Linked DNA regions of Mus musculus: region 1 is linked to region 2. A link is a contact called in public Micro-C data. All regions are on one chromosome and are shown on one strand. The core of a region is the stretch at or near the end of the contact, and the rest is flanking DNA. Distances in the headings are between cores, read along the strand shown. Region 1 overlaps Rab23 (RAB23, member RAS oncogene family). Region 2 overlaps Prim2 (DNA primase, p58 subunit).

Region 1 (3,431 bases), core at 775-3,274, 110 kb after region 2:
TTCTAGTCAGTTCGCTCGCTCGTACAACCATTGCGTATGTTTCTGGTCTCACCTGAGGCGTCCGGACATACTTTACAGAAAGAACTTGGACCCAAGTGTGCCAAACACTACCGCTAATTTTTACACTACTTTCCTATTCAAATTTGTATTTATGACATCTTGTAGAGGCAGTTTCCTCTCCGACAGGTAGATGAAAGGAATGTAAATGTCTGACTGCTCGGGCCTGTCCCTCCTGGGATTCTCCCAGAGCCTTCTCCATAGCCACTGTAAGCAATGTGCCCGGTACACACAGCAGCCTGCAGCCACTCAGAAGGCCCTGTGGAGCGCGTGCACACCAGCTTCTGGCTGCTGACCTGAGACCAAACTCTGAACTTCCAAGCTGAAGGGGACCATCTTTGCAGAGTGATGGTCTTTGGTCCTGATCACAGATTTTCTGAAGCCCTGCAACTCTAAGGCATCCTTTTGTTTACACTCTTAGTATAGCATTTACCATTATTGCTTAAGTTTTTCTGTGGCCTTTGGTGTACGTGGACCTTATCAGGAACGATCGGTAAGAAGCGCCTGTAAAGACCCGGTATGGGAAAGAAGGGGAAACGTGTGAGCTGGGCACCAGCCTGCCTGCCAAAGAGATAATATCATGAGTTCTACTAAAAACTCATTATCCTTAATCAGTCATTTTACTTAGAAAATATCAATAACCCGTTTCCACAGTCCTGGTTTTCATGTACTTCAAAATATATAAAAGTGATATTTCTTGGAACGTGTGCTTTTCCTTTCTTTTTTTTTCTTTTTTTTACTAAAATATATAAATAGTTCCTATATTTCTCTTGTCTTTTTTTTCTTTAAAGTTTACCCTTGGCGTACCACCCATCCTGCCCAGCACAGGTTCCTGTTGCGAGCAGAGGTCGCTGAGCGCCCTCCCTCCATGGTGGTCCACATGCTTGCTTTTCCCATTGGCATCCCAAGCAGGCAGGATCATCTGTGTGGTCAGCTGTTAGCGCCCCTGGTGCAGGGTAAGGTGGGGGACTTGGATCCACACAGTGGTGCCTGCTGTGAGACGTGATTTTTTTCCTCTTCAAACACAGACTCCTCAGTTTTTACACAAAGTAAATTTGTTGGCAAATAAATTAGTTGACCCTTTTAATGGCATTGGCAGAAAATTCATTCCTTATAGAACATTGTAGCTTTATTTGTAGCCACTAAATGCATGGTAAAAAGGTGTGTGGTCTGTCTCTTTAAAACAGTGTCTGGTGATGGCTGCCGTTTCCTTAATATTTGTTAGCTTGTCTCCCCGTCCCCCTCCCTCTCCCTCTCCTGGAGCTGAGGACTGAACCCAGGTAAGTGCTCTACCACTGAGCTAAACCCCAGCCCCTTCCTTAATATTTGTAACAGAAGTTTATGTGTTTTGTTTTATCCATTTTTTATGGGAGCATTTGTTACACATTTGGTTTTTACTTTGCACCACTGTATTTTCTACCTAACTTAAAAAGGTCTAAAATCAGCCACAGGTAATATTAATTTATCAATATATTCAATTCTGAAACCCTCAAAGGTCACGTTATTGGTTTCTTCTGTGACTGTAACGTTTATGAACTCTGGGCCACCAGACCTTTGTGCTCTAAGTAACTTTTGCAGTGTCACCGGTTCTTAGTGGCGGGCACAGAGCTGTGAAGTCATTGCTATATCTAAGAGTTCCTCAGGTTTCTGCAGTCTCGGCCTAAGAAGGAGATAGTTTATAAAACAGCCCATATACATACAGCAGTTCAAATAAAAGCAGGTTGAACTGTTTCTTCTCCACTCAAGGTGACCATACACATGGAGATTTCAAATTCCAGCACTACCACAGGGAGCATGTGTGACCCCTCCACTGCCGAGTGAAGTGGGGCGGATGCTCCTGACTTGTCTTGGCAGAGCTGAGAACTCGGGTATGGCCCTCCTGTCTTTCTGAGGGTTTAGGATGGGGAGTTGGCCTTAGAACCCGATGCTGCCCCCTGAGGTGCTCTTGTAATCTGAGATGCTGCTTGCCTCTGGAGGATCCTGGTGGCTGTGGTGAGTGCCCTGGGAGCACCTCAGAGAGATGTGTGGGCTGCAGGGAGCCCACAAGGGCAGAGCTTTGGCTTCCATAGCCTTAGGTGAGCAGATGGCTTTAGTCACACTAACAGTTACGTCGAACGTGCTGTTGCTCCTAAGAGTTTCACGTATAAAGCTGAAAAATACATCATACAAATGAAGCTGTCTGCACACAGGTAAACAAAACCCCAGCAGGGTCTGAAATGCCCAGGTAGCCAGCGCCCAGATGGCAGACTGATTCGGCCAAAAGAGTCTTGGTTACTGCCACTTTTCTGTTGTCACTTGAAGTATCTATAGTAGGATGTTGATAAATGGTATTTTAAAAATAAAATCTTTGGGTCAAAGGAAAAACTTAACCCCTTCTATATTTTTGTTACTAATAAATAATGCTTTTGTAAATCCGAATAGAAAACTACTTGTATGTTTTCCTATTGAGTGGTACTTAACGCCTTTGGGGTTAATTTTAAAATGTACTACTTGATTAAAATTTCCACAAAGTTGAATTCCAATAACTCAAAAAAATAAAACATTTCAAAGCTAGAATGAATTGTGTGTGGTGTGTGTGATGTGAGCCAGCAGAGTGGGGTGGGATGCTCAAAGGAGCCAGGTGTGGGGCAGTGGGAGGCCATCCTTGGCTACAGAGTTCACCAGCATGAGAGCTTTCATTCATAAATTAGCAGATGGGACTCCCTCAAACATCAGAATATCCTAGAAACAAGTCCCACGGAGCTACTTTGAATATGAATACGCTCACCGTCTGGTCATCGGTTAGTGTCACCTAGTAGAGTCCTGCTTTAAGTGGTTTTGCTACAAACGCTTACTTTCACTACTAGTTGTTAAAAGAGTCATGTTTTTGTCTTGAGGCCTTGGGTCTCCCACACTACTATTCTACCTTCTGGTGTAAACTAACATAGAGCTTAGTCGGTGTGTCAGACACCTGGCTCAGCCACCCTCTCCTTTACACCTCAAACCAGCATCACCTATGGGCAAGATCTCAACCGCGCGTCCCCTGCTGGCCAAAAGGTGCATTGGCTGCTCACACCGTCGTCTCTGCAGAACATTCTGCTCTGTGCAGCTCATCTCATTTCCTTGTAGGAGCAAACTAAGCTTAAACACACTCATGTCCCCGTTGCTACCGCCTCCAAATCTGCAGCTGTTCCTACCTCATTTTGCATACTTGGGGACTTGTGTTGCTCAGCTTTCCAAATAGCATCATATAGACTTGAGATGTATCAGCATTTTTCAGGATCAGTCATTTGAAAATGATCAATCATGTGGACTAGAGAGATGGCTCAGTGGTTAAGAGCACTGACTGCTCTTCCAGAGGTCCTGAGTTCAAATCCCAGCAACCACATGGTGGC
Region 2 (3,448 bases), core at 632-3,131:
AAGACATCATGAACTTTGCAGGCAAATGGATGGAACTTGAGAATATTATCCTGAGTGAGGTAACCCAGACCCAAAAGGGCATGCATGGTATATACTCACCAATAAGTGCGTATCAGTCATAAAATACAGGATACCCATGCTACACACCCATGCTACACACTCAAAGAAGTTAAACAAGAAGGAAGGCACAAGCAAAGAAGCTTGAATCTCACTTACAAGGGGAATAAAAGGATCATAAGAAGCAGATGGAGGCAGAGAACAGGATGTAAAGTGAATAATAAATAAATAAATAAATAACCCCAAGCAACCTAAACTTCCAAACGGAGATAAACAAAATGGGTATTATTTTAAGCTTATGTTTTTGGTTCTCAAGTTTTTGGTTTTGTTTTGCTATTTTGAGGGTTGGGGGGGGGTAGATTTTGTTTTTTTATTGTTATGAGTTGCTTTGTTTTGTTTTTGCAGCTTCAATATAGCAACTATTACCAGTACTCATCAAGCTAAAGTAAATATTAAGCACTTCTATTTTCAGTTGAATTATGTTTTCATTTAAATGTACAAAAGACAGTCATATATTTGGGATATTTTAATTAGAAAATCACAAACACACAAAATCATAAAGTAAGAAAGGAAATAATTATCACTAAGTTCTTGTGCTAACTCTAGTTTGTAGGATGTTGTAGCGCATCCCTCACAGGTTGTCATTTATAATTATTTAAAACATTAAAATTAGAAGGTGGGTGATAATTTAACATTTGTAGTAAGTATGCTGATGGATCTGCAATACAGCCAAGCTGGTCAATGTAAAGATCAATTACATTGTTACTGTTACATTGTTACTGTTACATTATTACTCTGTTTTCCTTCTTAGCAGAATATGGACTGTTCCAAAATTTACAATTAAAAATATTAATTTTTTATTAAAGCACAAATTTCCTCTTCTATACAAAAACAAACTTCTTTAAAAAATAATGACTATTATGCTATTATTATATATCATAATTATTATGTGTAATAGTTATGCAATGATATTATTAGGTAACAATTACATATAATGTAATAATAGTTATGTAACAATAATAACAGTGAGGCAATGATGGCCCCAGAGCTGAGGAAGAAGTCCATGAATTCAAGAACCCCTGGGCTACATAGAAATCTCAGGGCAGCCAGCGCTACATAGCAAGGATTAACTTATACTAGAAATCTTAAGTTTCCTAAGCATGCCAAAGTAAGAGCAGAACCAGACACAAGTCAGCCCTCCCAGCCTGACTAGATCTGTGAGGGACACGTTCCTCTCCGCCCGCCCCGCAGCATTCCTCCAGCAGTTCCCGGGACTGAGGCTCAGCGCTCACAGAAACACAGAAGCAAAGGAAGGCTTCCTAAACTGATTGTACTTTAACATTAGCAAAGGCAAAGGAGAGTGGACTCCACTAGCACGGAACTCTGAAAGCAGTAGTCATCTGTGAGAGGAAAAGGGATGGCCGCCAGCACTCACAGGAGGAACAAAAGCTCTGCTAGGCTGGGGGCTTCCCTCCAGCTCTGTAGAGAACGGGAGAGAAGTATATAGATTCCTGAGCAGCGGGGACAGGGTCCCAAGGCAATGAGAAAGCCACGTAGGCTGGGTGGGAACGGAATAGGGGAGCACACGCGGCATGAGGTGACTTCTCCCCAGGAACCTATTCCACTTCAGTTCAGAAACCATCCAGGTAAAGACTTTAAACAGTCACAATGGAGAGGGCCCAGGGGTTATGAGCACTTGCTGATCTTACAGGACCCATACTGAGTTCCCAGAACTCCCACAGCAGCTCACCTCTAGCTCCAGGGGACTCTGCCCTCCGTCCTCTGCAGACTACTGCACGCATGCAGTACACAGACACACTGAGCAGAACACACTAAGGCACCACCTATATTTAAATCACTTAAATCACAACAGCTCTGCGGGGAATCACAGACCGCCACCGTGCAAAGGACCCAGGCAGCAACACACTGCCTAGAGAAGGGTATGCTTTACCCAACCCATCCTGAGGGCCTCGGAGCCTAGCAAGCCCATGTGGGGCATCAAATTTAGAAGCCGCCTCTAAGCAGCTAATGTATTTGTAACTGTCTCCACCTCTCTCCAAATCATGTCTGAATCGCTCTTCGGCCTACAAATATGCCATGGATACAGAAATACATGAAGGATAATACATGAATAACAAGGCAGTGTGCAACAAAGGGGCTATCTAGACTCTTCTAGATAGCAGGATGCAGAAACCTTAGCTGACTCAAGGGCCAGCAAGATGACTCAGCAGGTAAAGGCATCTGCCACCAAGCCTGGTGACCAGAGTTCAATCCCTAGGACCCACATGGTAAAAAGAGACAAGTGACCCTGAAAGTTGTCCTCTGACGTTTACACCAGTTAGAGCATACATACACACACACACACACACACACACACACACTCTAAATAAATAAATAAATAAATAAATAAATAAAATTTTTTAAAGCTGTAAAAAAAATTTAATCATTTAAAATTCACTCATTCCGGGCGTGGTGGCTCACGCCTTTAATCCCAGCACTCAGGAGGCAGAGGCAGGTGGATTTCTGAGTTCGAGGCCAGCCTGGTCTACAAAGTGAGTTCCAGGACAGCCAGGGCTATACAGAGAAACCCTGTCTCAAAAAACAAACAAACAAATAAATAAATAGAAAATTTAAAAAAATATATAAAATAAAATTTACTCATTCCTAAAATGAAAATTAAAAGTATATTACAAAAGAAAAGGGGGAGTTGAGTATAAAAGGATTTAATCCTATAAGAAAATGGACTAGAATACAATATTTAAGCCGTTCTATGCCAGCCAGGAAGCTAAGTATGGAGACTGGGGTTATACAGTAAAGTTCCCATTGAATCTTCTACTATATTACCCTTGCCTCAGTGCCTCTCCGCTCTCCCCCTGCTCCTATAGTTATTCCCATTTAACCCGCTCTGCTTTCACCTGTCCACCTCACTCTCTCACTGACCTCACTCCGGAACACCGATTTCCATCTGTCCTCCACCGACCAGCCCCGATCACACAGCCAGCCCTCTTTTCTAAATGCTCCTCTTCTTCATCGCTCAAAGACACTGCCCGAGCACACACTAACCTACATAGCCCCTCTACCAAGTCAGGATCCTCTTTGGATCACGGCTCCACAACATCTAAGGCCTTGAAGGCAGCAAGCCTTCTGCCTCCCCTCCCCTGGGCAGGCTCCATGCAAATCCAAACCTTGTCAACACCGTGCCATACACCTCCCCGCCACTGCTCAGAATGACTGATGTCACATGATGACTAGGAAGACATCCTGACACATGCGCACTCCACTTCGCCAGCACAGGTAAGCCTCCCACGGCCACGCTAACGGACATCTTCCCAACCCGCTTTCTGCTCTTACAGCGGACCCTCCCCACGCGCCCCACGGTGGCACAAGCTGC

The links. A called contact is a pair of places that touch in the nucleus more often than the background predicts.
Region 1: a contact with region 2 is called in a Micro-C map of embryonic stem cells, with 2.0 times the contacts expected there. The contact joins two enhancer-like sites. A contact is called at or near these places in 1 of 39 promoter capture datasets (liver), 1 of 484 Hi-C or Micro-C datasets (embryonic stem cells), 2 of 115 datasets of contacts at active chromatin or transcription factors (the SCID.adh cell line and embryonic stem cells) and 4 of 9 other capture datasets (adipose tissue, embryonic stem cells, liver and 1 more).

Annotation. Positions count from the first base shown.
Region 1 is chr1:33,739,952-33,743,382 of GRCm38.p6, forward strand. It overlaps Rab23 (RAB23, member RAS oncogene family), which reads left to right. Exons shown (of 8, transcript NM_008999.4): 8 at 1-2,613. Among named protein-coding and RNA genes, the nearest start is that of Bag2, 16 kb to the right of the region's middle. Within about 2 kb of position 2,025, at least 9 of the 459 cell types and tissues checked have an H3K27ac peak or open chromatin away from gene starts, as enhancers often do. A contact at or near this core is called in embryonic stem cells, where this site is marked.
Region 2 is chr1:33,634,725-33,638,172 of GRCm38.p6, forward strand. The region is part of intron 5 of Prim2 (DNA primase, p58 subunit); the gene reads right to left. Among named protein-coding and RNA genes, the nearest start is that of Prim2, 33 kb to the right of the region's middle. Within about 2 kb of position 1,882, at least 23 of the 459 cell types and tissues checked have an H3K27ac peak or open chromatin away from gene starts, as enhancers often do. A contact at or near this core is called in embryonic stem cells, where this site is marked.